Regions from separate parts of the Mus musculus genome. Here regions 2 and 3 are each linked to region 1. Evidence: chromatin contacts called from public promoter capture Hi-C data. All regions are on one chromosome and are shown on one strand. Each heading gives the region's core, a stretch centred on a gene start, on an enhancer-like site or on the middle of the called end of the contact. The rest is flanking DNA. Distances are from core to core; before and after follow the strand shown.

Region 1 (4,281 bases), core at 657-3,156:
TAAAAACAAATCTTAAAACCGGGGGGGGGGGGGGGGGGGGCACTGCACTTGTGCTCACTCTCAGATTGTGAGAGTCTCAACACTCCCAGCCCTTCCTTCCTCTCTCTTCTCTCCAGGGTGTCTGGATACAGCCCAGAATGGCCTTTAAGTCACTTTGTGGCTCAGACTGACCTCCAACTTGATGCTCTTGTCTCAGCCACCAGAGGCTTACTGCAGGATTGTAATACCTTGCAAAATCTGCGTAACTCTTTGAGGTGGCAATAATAGTTCTACTTTACATATGAAAATGAGTATATTAAGTGCAGAATACAGATAGGAATTCAGAATTGGAACTCATTAGAACATCCATCTTGTGAATATATTCACCCCCTAATGAAAAGTTATATTAACCTAGTTTTTAACCTAAGATATTTACATATCTTACCGCTACCACTGAGCTCCAACTCTACCACCTACACTTTTTTTTTTTTTTTTTTTTTTTTTTTTTTTTTTGGTTTTCCTAGACAGGGTTTCTCTGTGTAGCCCTGACTGTCCTGGAACTCACTCTGTAGACCAGACTGGCCTCAAACTCTGAAATCCGCCTGCCTCTGCCTCCGGAGTGCTGGGATTAAAGGCATGCGCCACCACGCCCGGCTCACCTACACTTTTTTTGTCAACAAAAATGCAATGTCCATAAGCAGATCCTTTTTAAAAATTTCATTAAAAAATTACATCTGTGTGAGTCTAACAGTGACCTTAAAAAGAGAAAAAAAAAATCCTTACTGCACAGTATATTCTGGTATACGCCACATCTATTTCACAAGCAATGATTTTTTTTTTTCAACTCTTCCCTCAAAAAAATCTTATGCAACCTACACAGAGTGCAGCCCACCTCAACAAGCAGACTTTGTTCTTAACTGGGCGAATCTCCATCACTGGTCCCTCTAGTGACAACACAGAGAGATGTCCATCTCAGGGACTACTATGCTCCTCTCTTTACTGATTTATGGCTAGTGATGCACAGTAAAATTTCCCGTGGCTATCCTATTCAAAAAGCAAACGCCTGCTACGGAAGGGACGCGGAAGCTCTGGCTAGTCCTTTTAGGCTCAGGTTGAGGCTCTGACACTCAGGAAGCTTCTGTTTAATGTGCAGAACCCTAAGCTTTCTAGCTCCCGCACTGATCCCAGGTCCACCCAACACGCGCGAGCTCCCGTATTAACCCAGGTCTATCTGCAAACTCCCAGACCCTACACTGACCCAGGTCTGTCTGCTAATGCCCAGCTCCCGCACTGACCCCAGGTCTGCCCGGCACGCGCCCGCTCCCGCACTGACCTAGGTCTGTCTGCAAACGCCCAGCTCCCATCTGCTCCGCGGGCACTCACCTCCCGCACCGACCCTCCCGCGCTCTCCTGTCAAGGACACCGGGGTCAGGCCCCCCAAGGTGCGGGGCGTTCCGTACCTGCGCGGCGTGTTCAGCAGCCTCTGCTGCTCGTCGCCCTCGTCCTCGTCGTCGTCTGTCTCGGAGTCGGGGTGACAGTAGCAGAATGTGCCGCTGCTGCGCTTGCGCTTGCGGCCGCCCGGACAGTAACAGAAGCTGTGGCCCGCATCTTCGCCGGCGTCCGACCTGCGGGCCGCGCCCCCAGCCCCGGGCGTGGGTTCGGGCTGCTCTGTGCGCCCTGCGGGCCGCAGCACCCGGCTGCTGAGAGCGCCCATGGCTCCGGCGCCTAGGGAGCACCGAGGGGCCGCCCCGCCATGCCCGTATCTCCACCGCCTACTCCGCTGCCGCCTCGCGCGCAGCCCCAACCGTCGCCGCGAACGCAGTCACCTCCATCCTCAGCCCCGCCCGTAGCGCCTCAGCGGACCGGCTTCGCTAGACCTCGCCCCCTCCTTCTCCCAACAAAGCGCGCGCCGCAGGGCGCAGGCGCAAGGCGAGCCTCCGGAAAAGGCGGGGCGGGAGGACGGAGCCTGCGCTGCAGGTTGCGCATGCGCAGGCTGCTGGCCCGTCCCTGCGGCGCTCAGCCCCGGTGCGTGTCTGACTTCCGCGGTTCCGGCTTCAACGGAGGGGCGTGGGCACTGTGTGCTTATGCCTAACAGATCTCGGGATCTCTGTCGCTGGTTCTTCCCGTAAGCTTCCTCGATTCCGGGGTCTCATCCAGCCCTGTACGGTTAATAAGAGGACGGACTTGCCAACATGGCCTTTGCTTCCAGGGCTCTAGGACCCGACTGGCCCGGTTAGATAGATGACCGTCACCCAGCTGTGTTGACCGGGTTCAGTCTGGAGCCTCAGCTAGCCTCCAGGTCTTGCCTTCCTTCTGCTGCCTTGTTTTGATTTAATTATTATTTTATTGTGTCAGTGTCTCGTACTACATACTTCGACTCACTGTATAGGATGCTCTTGAACTCTTGATCTCCTGTTTCTACCCCCTGAAAGCTGGGATTACAGCCATGTATGTGTCACATCACCTTCGTGGACCTGAAATGCTGAGTATCAGATGCAGGGCTTCTTGAATGCTAAGCAAACATTCTACCAACTAAGCTACATCCCTGGCCCTCGATTTTTTTTTTTTTTTAAATTTTCTTCAAGGAAAAGTGTCACTCTGAAGCCCAAGGCTTCCCTGGAACTCTCAGAAGTCCGCCTATCTCAGCCTCTAAGTGCTAGGAGTTGAGGCACTGAGCTACCATACCTGCCTTTTATACCTTTCAAAGTAAAATGTTTATAATAGAATGTTTCAAACAGAGCAATACAAGTACCTGTGGACCTACTACTGGCTTGGAATTCTATCACACTTACTTTGATTCACTCCCCTTTAGCTTTATTGATATATAGTGGGGAATGAGAAACCCCTTGTGTACTAATTCTCAGTTTCCAGCCTCTCCCTCTCTGTGCCATTTCTATGCATGTCTTTACACGTATAACCACTCTTCTGCTGCACATTCAGACATGTAATTTAAATGGAATTGGACCATCCCAAACCTATGATTTCTCCTCTCCTAAAACTATACTTTGAATGGAATCTCTAGTTATTGTCACTGCTCATTGTTAGACACATCATTTGCCTACTCCCTTGCCAAGGGGTTTCAGTTATTTCTACGTAGATGCTCTTTCAGGAACACCACTCGCAAAAGCTTCATCAGGCAGATCCCAGAAACGGGCTCTTGGGAAATTTTCAACTTTACGAGTTCTTGCCAGTTTTTCGCCCCCCCCCCCCCGGAACTGACTGCATCAATTCACCATTTGCACTCCGTTATAGCAGTATATGTCCTTTGTGAGCCACTGAGGAATTTCTCATGTTTGAGAAATTCTGAGGGTGTGTAGCTGAGGCTGGTTGAAGGAGAAGTGGGAGGAAGAGAACTACGGTGGCTGCAGGGGACACGCAGGAATGTACATAATATGAAACATACGTGAGGTCATCTTAAAACATTGTCCCAGCACTCGGGAGGCAGAGGCAGGCGGATTTTTGAGTTCGAGGCCAGCCTGGTCTACAGAGTGAGTTCCAGGACAGTCAGGGCTATACAGAGAAACCCTGTCTTGAAAAACCAAAACAAAAAACAAAAACAAAGAGGCCTTGGCGTATGCACAAGCTAGACTGTAACATGGTGGCTTCATGTGTCACTAAATTCCTAGAGGGTAAAACATCCATATTGGTCTTGTCTAAGGAAGCGCAGGTGAATGGCTCCCTGGATACTGAGGAGAGCCATGGCAATGTCTGTAAGAGCCTGCCACAGCCACATAGGACTTAGCCTCCACCCTCAGAGCAAGGGCAGTGCAAGAACTGACCTGATCCCCTCTGCTCTTCTCACTGTTGCTACAAGCAGGGATGATGGAGAAAAAGAGAAGTGCCCTCCCCCCATTCCAGTCCCCTGCCCTCGTCCCCTGCCCTGACTTCCCTTCCCCAAGCCAGCATCCCATTGAGGCCAGAACTGACTGAGGAAAGAAACCTCAGACTACACTTGGAACTTTGGCTTATTATGTTGATGACTGAGATGACATTATTTTGGGGCCTAGAGGAGCTAGCTACACAGTAGGACTTCTGAAAAGCCAAGAGTGAGCAGAAAATTGTGACTTTCTACCCTCCCCCTGAACTTATACCTAAGGATAAGAAAAACAGCCCACTGAAAGCACTCAGCCACAAAACACTGTTCTTAAAATTTTGGCTAAGACACCACGTAATGGTAAAACTTCTGTTAAAACCAAAACAAAGAACCTAATAATGCCTCCAAAGTGTAATAAAGTTGGAGTAGAGATTCCACAGTCCTGAGGTGGTAGCGTTGATACCTGAATCTAAGTTCATTGGAGTGAC
Region 2 (4,419 bases), core at 1,406-3,905, 190 kb before region 1:
AGGATGCTGAGATGTACTCCTTATATGCGTTGTCATTCTTGGCGTCTAGCTTTAAATACTAACTTGAAAATTTCTTTGAGTGGTTTTCATAGGAGAGGGCCAAGAGTGTAAATTAACACTTAAATGGAGGGCTGGCAAAGTAGCTTAGAGAGGGATCCATGGGCCTTAGAGGGTGGCAGGAGAACCAACTCCCACAGACTGTCTTTTGATACATGGCATAGCACACCCCCCCAATAAATAATAAATTTTAGGAACTGGGGGTAGGGACCAGGAGTGGGGGGTGACAGTGATTGGGATATAAAGTGAGTAAATACATTAATGGAAAAATACATTTTAAAAAATAATATTTAAACTAAAAAGCAGAAAGCAAGTGAATTTCTGGAGGACAATGTGATGTTTTCACATATTGTGTATACTTGTGTTCAAATTGGGTTGAATAGCACAATCTCCTCAGACATTAATCTTTTCTTTGTAGTGTGAAAAATTTCAAACTCTTCTAGCTTCTAGAATATAGGGCATATTATCACTCTTTGTAGTCTTTCTATTTATATAATATAGCCCAAACTGTATTCCTTTATAAAAATTTTTATTTATTTATTATATGTGAGAACACTGTAGCTGTCTTCAGATACACCAAAAGACGGCATCTGAACTCATTACAGATGGTTGTGAGTCACCATGTGGTTGCTGGGATTTGAACTCAGGACTTCTGGAAGAGCGGTCAGTGCTCTTAACTGCTGAGCCATCTTTCCAGCCCCCAAAACTGTATTCCTAATTGTAACCTCTCCACCTCTCATTTCTTTCTCTCTCTGGCTGCAGACCACCATTTCATTCTTGCTGTTATGAGGTTATTGTTTCTTACTTCCATGTGTGGGGAGACTGTACAGTGCCTTTACTCTCATCCTAGCTTGTATCATTTAATGTAATGATCCCCTGTTGCAGTCATGCTCTTGCAAATGACAGATTTAAAACCTTTTTTTGGGGGGGTTTTGTTTTGTTTTGTTTTGAGACAGGGTTTCTCTGTATAGCCCTGGCTGTCCTGGAACTCACTCTGTAGACCAGGCTGGCCTCGAACTCAGAAATCCGCCTGCCTCTGCCTCCCGAGTGCTGGGATTAAAGGCGTGCGCCACCACGCCCGGCTAAAACCGTTTTTTTTTTTTTTTAATTGACTGAAAAGTATTCTGTAGTATAGTTTACATTTTCTTCCTTGTTCCCCCTCTGACTGTTCCACTTTCTTTCCTTTTCTCCTTTTAAAAACAATGTTGTTTCTTTCTCTTTGAGCTGGGGATAGGACCCAGGTCCTCATGGATGCTAGGTAAGCATTCCACCAGAGAGCCCTGGCTTGCAGTATGCAGTTGCTGTCAGTGCTGTAGTGAACATGGGCTATTGATGTCTTTTTCTTTGTGTGTGTCTATCTTTTGGTCTGCACAGAGTCTTCCTTATGTAATCTGACCTCAGAGCTTACATCTTTCTGCTTTAGCCTGCTAAGTATTGGGATTATCTGCATATCTCACCATACTTGGGCCCTGTGTGAGTAGTGTCTTCACCGCGTTCAGTATTCTTTACTATTGATCACAGTCTATAGAGTAGCTTTCTGGCGTCTGGGTTCCTAGTGATGCAGCATGTGCCAGTGGCCTAAACTGGCCCTTCCTCAGTCCTTTGTAAGCAGCAGCCTATTATGGCTAGGAGCTTGTGAATTTTATTTATGCCTTGAATTTTTTCATAGAGTGGTAAGGTATGCCTTAAAAAAAAACAGATTTATTTTATGTATGTAAATACACTGTCCCTGTCTTTCAACACACCAGAAGAGGGCATCAGATTCCATTACAGATGATTGTGAGCTGGGAATTGAACTCAGGACCTCTGGGGGAACAGTCAGTGCTCTTAACCACTGAGCCATCTCTTCAGCCCTGAGGTGTGCTTTTTTAAAAAGTAGCCTTGAATTAAGAACTTAAAACTTTTCTTGGTACAGATGTTTCCCAGTCTTCTTATGTTACGGGTGAGGAAACTGAAACTGAACCCAGAAAAGTGCAGTGACATGTCTTGAGTCACAGCTAGCCACAGTGGAACCTCAGGCATATAACCCAACTCCTGCTGAGCTGTCCTCTGGTATTGTCACTTCACAGCAAATGGTCACTAGGAATAAACTGAAAAGTTTTTACTGAGACAGGAATTTTGCCACCCATTAATGGGGAATCAGGAAGAGGTAGTAATAACTCTTTATACTCAAAATGTGGCCCATTTGAAGGATTCTGGATCCCTTTGCCCTGATGTCCCAGTTATTGGATCCTCCCTGTAATTCTCAAACTCAATAAATCCAGAAAGTTGCTTCAGCTTTGGAGAAAAGAGTTATTGAGTAGACTGGAGTGGGATAAGTGTGTTTATGCCCTGCTGTAAATAGTTGACAACCTAATCAGCTGCCAGAGCTTGGAGACAGACACTGTAAACCGTGTCTTATCAGTGGTCTAGTTTCTGTTTGCGTTCCAGCTGGGGACTCTTCTGATGGGAACCACCTGTTCCTGGTCTTTGCGCGCTTTGGATTTCCCCAGTCCTTCAGTCCTTTCAGTTTTGAAATGAAACCTGCTCTCCTGGCTAAGGTCAGGTCCAAGAGGACTTTGACAGTTCACACCGACTTGTTTTTTCTTAGAGCCAGCTGGTAAGTGAGCCTGTGGTTTGAGAAGTGGTAGTGAATCAGCTGTTGGGTAAGGACTGAGCAGTGTCATTGCTTTGGGTAACCAGGAAAACAACCAAGTATGTTTGCTCAGGAAGCTGAAAGTTAAGAGTGCAGTCGCCAGAGGGCTGCACAACCGCAGCCTTGCTTTCCAGAGGAGGACGTCTCCCACCCCCAACACCCTACCCCAGGTTTAGCTACTGTAGCCAGCCCAGACTCGCCTTGAATTCCTGATTTTCCTGCCTCAGCCTTTAGTATTAGGATTACAGGTGTATACCATCATGCTTTATTACAAAAAAGGTGTTTGGGGTTTTTTGTCTTTCTTTCTTTCTTTCTTTCTTTCTTTCTTTCTTTCTTTCTTTCTTTCTCTCTTTCTTTCTTTCTTCCCTTCCTTCGTTCCTTCGTTCGTTCGTTCCTTCCTTCCTTCCTTCCTTCCTTCCTTCCTTCCTTCCTTTCTTCCTTCCTTTCCTTCCTTCCTTTCTTTCCTTCCTTCCTTTCTTTCCTTTCTTTCCTCTGTAGCTGTCTTCAGACACACCAGAAGAGGGCATCTGATTTCATTACAGATGGTTGTGAGCCACCATGTGGTTGCTGGGAATTGAACTCAGAAACTCTGGAAAAGCAGTCAATGTTCTTAACCACTGAGCTATCTCTCCAGCTTCTTGTTTTTTTTTATTGTTTTTGAGACAGGGTTTCTCTGCAGACCAGGCTAGCCTCCAATTCACAGAGATCCACCTCCCTCCTGAGTGCTGGGATTAAAGGCATGTGCCACCATCACCTGGCTACTGCAAAAGGTTTTATCTCAGCTTCTTGTCTCCCCATAATACCTCCTCACCTCCTTTCTGTCTGAGTCTCTGGCCTCTCTCTGCTGCTTTGCTGTCCTTGCCCTTCACCATAAACGTCTCACCAGGACATAACTCTTCATTTAACTCTGTCTAGTGAGACTGGCTCACCCCATGACCTCACTAGGTTGCCCCAGGCTCATTTCTTAGCAGCATAGAACCATCCTCCCTTTAGGATTTCTGCTGGAACAATGGCAGCTGCTTTTGTTCTGCATGCTGGCATGTCTTCCTTTGTCTTCCACATTCAGTGGTCCCAGTTAAAGATCCAAGACAAGCCTGGGCACAGAGGTTCAGGAGAAAGTATGGCATTGGGAGGCTATGTTAATATGTTCAGATGTGGGCAGGTGCAAAGCCATATTTAACCATGAAGGCCATGTTGGGTGAGAGGGTAGCCTTGTTCCCTGGCTCATTCTCTTTGGGGACAGAGTGTAGCTCAGTGGTGAAGCACTTGATCCCTAGCACCACAAACACCAGGATGATTGGTAGTTAGTAATTTATATGGAATGTAGCAATTTCTGACTCCTTCTCTTATTCCTGTTCCCTGGAGAGAATGTGTCCTTGGAATGTGTAAACCCAGAAAACACTTAAAAGTTATTTTATGTCTTTAAAGTTTATCTCCACAAATGACATGTTATATACCATTCTGATACTTTGTCTCAAGAATGGGCCTTTAGCCACTATTGTGGAGTACATTTTTTTTAAAGATTTATTTATTTACTTAACATGAGTACACTGTGGCTGTCTTCAGACACACCAGAAGAGGGCATCAGATCTCAGTACAGATGGCTGTGAGCCACCATGTGGTTGCTGGGAATTGAACTCAGGACCCCTGGAAGAGAATTCAGGTGCTCTTAACCACTGAGCCATCTCTCCAGCCCTGTGGAGTACATTTTTTTGTCCAAGCACTCA
Region 3 (4,161 bases), core at 1,122-3,621, 250 kb before region 1:
AACACCCAGGAGCTGGAGGCAGAAGGATCAGAAGTTTGAGGTCATCCTATGCTACATAGTGAGTTTGAGGCTGGTCTGAGTGACAGGAAATGTCTCAGAAACAAAACTGAATCTTTCAAAGGCTCCTCCAGGTTTTACTGATAACTGTACCTGTTACTTTTACTTTAAATTTCTTCATGATACACATAAGATCCTGGTTCCTATGGAATGGAATGCAGCTCACGGGTAGGGTGCTTGCAGTGTGTAGTCAATGGCCAAGATGTGAACTCCAGCACCACAAGAGACCAAAACAGCCCCTGAGCCGGCTTTATTCTGTCCATTCTCCAGCCATCCTCCCCTTTCCCCAACGTGCTCCCTTACTCTCAGCACTCAGGAGGTGGAGCCAGGCAGACCTCTGGGAGTTTGAGGCCAGTCTGGTGTACATATTGAGTTCTCTAACAGCCAGAGCTACATAATGAGAACCCTGTCTACACACATGCAGACAGAGAGTGTGTGTGTGAGAGCCTCAGCTCAGCCACCTTTGCACTTCCTACAGTGCTCCAAGGCTAGGTATGTTTTCGTTTGCTGGGGTTGTGATTTGTGACTGGGTAAATGAGTAGGTGAGCCCTGTCTGCTGCTGCACTCCACTGACAAGCCCGAAGTTGATCAGGCTTGGTCCCAACACCTCCAGGCTCACTGCTTATCTTGCATAGTGAATAACCCAGCACTACGTTTTGCCAGGTGGGAGACATGCAGGCCCCTCATAGTCCTGCCTCATCTTCCCCAGTGCTGGAATTACTAGCATTGGACACCATACCAAAGGGCTAGAAGGGTTAGGGATGGAGTTGAGGGTTAATACGTTAATACCTGCTGTTGAATGGTATTTTGCAAACTTGACAAGAGTCTCTGTGTCTCAAGGCCACCTTCTGGCATCTTCCAATCTTTCAGTGTCACAAGCCAGGATGTCCTGTCAGGAAACCTGAGTAACACCAGCCTCTCTCTCTGTGGGTGAGCTTTGTGGGGGTGAGCGGGGGTCACTTCCTTGGAAGCTCCTTGCTGCTTCTGACAGGCTTTGCTGAGCCCTGCAAGTGTGCTGGAGAGTGACCAGCCTCCAGGGCCTTCTGCTCTTTGTCCTCAGCAATCTAAAGGCACTCAAGGGAAGGAAGGTGCATCCTCTCTGGGGAGGAATGGATTGTTCTAATGTCTGCGATCTGGCCACACTTGGCATCTGTGAAAGCAACTTGCTTTCAGAGCACATGGAGCGCACCTGGCAGAGGTCTCAGATCACATGCATGAGCTGAGGAATTGTAGCTAAAGAAAGCTAAAAGCTGGATGCTATGGCTGTCAGGGTCAGATTAATGAGTTATTGAGGTTGTGTGAATTAGTTTATACTTCAGCTATCTGTGATCTTTGCAATATAAAAGCTAATTCCCCAAAAACACTTAAGAAAGAGCAATAAAGAGAGGCAGAGGCAGGCAAATTTCTGTGAGTTCTAGGCCAGCCCTGTCCACATAGTGCCAGGAGGAATTACATAGTGACATCCTGTCTTAGAAAGAAATGGGGGTTGGGAGGAAAGCAATGATCATAAATTGTATGTTGTCACACACAGTGTGGTGACCTTAAAATGGCTAATACCATGAAAATATCTACAACTTGGTGATGTGATTGGTTTACTGAAAATGTATTTTTTTTTAAGCAAAGTATTCCAGACAATGATAGCCAATTGACAACCCCCTAACAACCCTCACAGATGTCAGGGCAGGAATTTGGTCTCATGTTTCTGCCCCCAACTCCTGGCCTCAGACAGCTGCAGATACATATTCCATGTAGCTCCAGTCTCTGAAATACCAAATGGAAATTTACTGGGGCTCTCAACTAAGCCAGACTCTCACACAAACTGTACTGCCCCATGGGACTCTCCACAGGGCCAGATATTTTATGAGAACGGGCATTCCCAGTTGATTGGGTCAACAAAACGAAACCAAGGAACTGTGTCTTAAAACTAATGTATCCTGTTTAATTGTACACAAGGGACACTCCACTCCAAAGCAAGAGCCAGGCAAATCTCAGGTTTGTAGACTCGGTGAGAATATTGGAGGCTTTTGTGGAGCTTTGTTTTCTTTAGAGAGGGATGACCAGCTGGCAGGGGGCTGGACGCTGCCTTGCAGGAGGAGGGCACCAGCAGAGGAGACAGGAAAACACAGTCAGCAAAACTGCGGAGAGCTTACCAGGGCTCTTGGAGAAGGCACAGAAAGGAGAATCAAGGGCAAGCAGCGGGTTGTTAGACTGTCGACCTCAGAAAGGCAGCCCAGCTCTGGAGTTTCCAAGTCAGGGAAGAAAAGCAGCTGCTCGTGGACCTTCAGGTGTGGGCTGTCCTGAAATGGCCATGCGAAGAGCAGCAAGAGTCTAGAGGCCACTGCTGGCTGCACAGAAGGGGCCGTGGAGCGCTCTCAAAGATGTGTGACTAGGCAAAGCAAGAGCTTGCACTAGCTTTGCTTTTAAACATTTGTATATATTTCCATCTTTGAATCAGTAATTTGTTTACACGACTCAAAATTTAAAAACAACAGCAAACAAATTAGTATATACCTCCCATTGCCCATCCTTTATCTGGGAATGGTTATACAGGGAAAAGTCCCATGTGCATGTTATGCAACTACAGATAGCAAACGTACTGTGTTTCAAAAATAACTCTGAGAAAGATTTTTGTGTATTATTGTTGTTTGTTAAGTCAGGGTCTCAGTAGGTATCTCTAGCCAGCCTGGAGCTCAATCTGCCTGCTTCTGAATGTTGTAATTAAAACAATTGTGTCCAGCAAAGCATGGTGTTGTTAGTGGTGGTTTTTGAGATAGGGTCTCATTATGTAACTCTGGCTGTCCAAGAATTCACTGTGTAATACAGGCTAACCTGGAACTTACTCGCCGAGACTTGCCTGCCTTTTCTCTGCCTCCCTAGTACTGGAATGAAAGGTAGCTGTTAGAGATCATGCCTGCCCAGGGATTTGGTGTTTGTTTGTTTGTTTGTTTGTTTGTTTGTTTGTTTTTAGAAAATCCTTTGCAGCCCAGGCTAACCTTGCATTTGACCTTTTGTAGCCCAGGTTAACCTTGAACTTGACAGGTAGCTGGGGGGTGACCTTGAACTTCCAAGCCTTCTTCCTTTATCACCTAGGTGTTAGAATAGGTTTGGGCCACTCCTGGTTTAAGTGTTGATAGGATAGAATTCCAGTTTTTCTATCAGCCAAGCAATATTCTCTGCTTAGAAGAAAGGAGTCTAATGCCTTAACAGAAAAGGCTGCTTGGGAGATAGATATGCTAGCCCTGATCTGAACCCCACTCTGTGGGGAGGTACCGGGCTCTCAGCAGAACCTGAGTTTATTGACTTGGCCAACAAACTGCAGGATTGGCTTGTCTTTTCCTCACCAGCAATGGCCTACAGGTTACAGACACACAGCACCCTGCACCCCGCAGTGTTAACATGGTCCCTAGGGTCACAGCTGGGGGCCTCATGCCCTGGAGTAGGCACTTGACCAACAGCCATCTCTGACTTTTTAAAAAAAAGATCTCCTCCTATATATAGCCTTGACTGACCTGAAACTGACTTTGGAGACCAGTTAGACTTTGAACTATTGACTGCCTTCCTCTGTCTCATAACTGATGAGATTGTAGGTATGCACCTCCAAGCCGTATGTGTACGTGTGTGTACGTGTGTGTACGTGTGTGTGTGTGTGTGTGTGTGTGTGTGTGTGTGTGTGTGTGTGTGTGTTAGAAGCTTACTATCCCTTGTTTCTCTGGATTTATAGGGAGGAGTCCTCTAGCCCAGACTCCTAAGTACTAGGGTAATATTCTTGAACCATATGCCTAATTAATATGCACAACTTAACATTTTTTTTTTAGATTTATTTATTTATTATATGTAAGTACACTGTAGCTGTCTTCAGACACTCCAGAAGAGGGAGTCAGATCTCGTTATGGATGGTTGTGAGCCACTATGTGGTTGCTGGGATTTGAACTCCGGACCTTTGGAAGAGCAGTCGGGTGCTCTTAGCCACTGAGCCATCTCACCAGCCCAACTTAACATTTTCTATTTTATTCATTATTTTGTGAGTTTGGGGGTGGGATAGTGTATGTGAACAAGTGAGCTCCAGCCATGGCATGTGTGCCGATATCAGAGGACAACTCTCAG

Evidence for each region. Promoter capture Hi-C pulls out the DNA fragments that hold promoters and counts their contacts. Capture Hi-C pulls out chosen DNA fragments and counts their contacts.
Region 2: a promoter capture Hi-C map of hematopoietic stem and progenitor cells shows a contact between it and region 1, with 3 times the contacts expected there. The contact joins the enhancer-like site here to the promoter of Gmcl1 in region 1. A contact is called at or near these places in 15 of 39 promoter capture datasets (the 3T3-L1 cell line, the C10 cell line, the HPC-7 cell line and 9 more), 1 of 484 Hi-C or Micro-C datasets (Th1 cells), 4 of 115 datasets of contacts at active chromatin or transcription factors (embryonic stem cells, intestinal villus epithelium, large pre-B cells and 1 more) and 3 of 9 other capture datasets (adipose tissue, liver and pancreatic islet).
Region 3: a contact with region 1 is called in a promoter capture Hi-C map of liver, with 2.7 times the contacts expected there. The contact joins the promoter of A430078I02Rik here to the promoter of Gmcl1 in region 1. A contact is called at or near these places in 12 of 39 promoter capture datasets (the 3T3-L1 cell line, 3T3-L1-derived adipocytes, cranial neural crest and 8 more), 5 of 484 Hi-C or Micro-C datasets (Sertoli cells, embryonic stem cells and palatal mesenchyme), 3 of 115 datasets of contacts at active chromatin or transcription factors (extraembryonic endoderm stem cells, memory CD8 T cells and pro-B cells) and 4 of 9 other capture datasets (adipose tissue, embryonic stem cells, liver and 1 more).

The regions. Positions count from the first base shown.
Region 1 is chr6:86,731,472-86,735,752 of GRCm38.p6, forward strand. Gmcl1 (germ cell-less, spermatogenesis associated 1) reads right to left here and starts at 1,907. Exons shown (of 14, transcript NM_011818.3): 1 at 1,440-1,907. The coding sequence starts at 1,693.
Region 2 is chr6:86,545,501-86,549,919 of GRCm38.p6, forward strand. The region is part of intron 3 of 1600020E01Rik (RIKEN cDNA 1600020E01 gene); the gene reads left to right. Among named protein-coding and RNA genes, the nearest start is that of Gm38676, 19 kb to the left of the region's middle. Within about 2 kb of position 2,656, at least 143 of the 459 cell types and tissues checked have an H3K27ac peak or open chromatin away from gene starts, as enhancers often do. A contact at or near this core is called in Th1 cells, adipose tissue, embryonic stem cells and 6 more, where this site is marked.
Region 3 is chr6:86,478,459-86,482,619 of GRCm38.p6, forward strand. It overlaps A430078I02Rik (RIKEN cDNA A430078I02 gene), which reads right to left and starts at 2,372. Exons shown (of 3, transcript NR_131126.1): 1 at 2,208-2,372.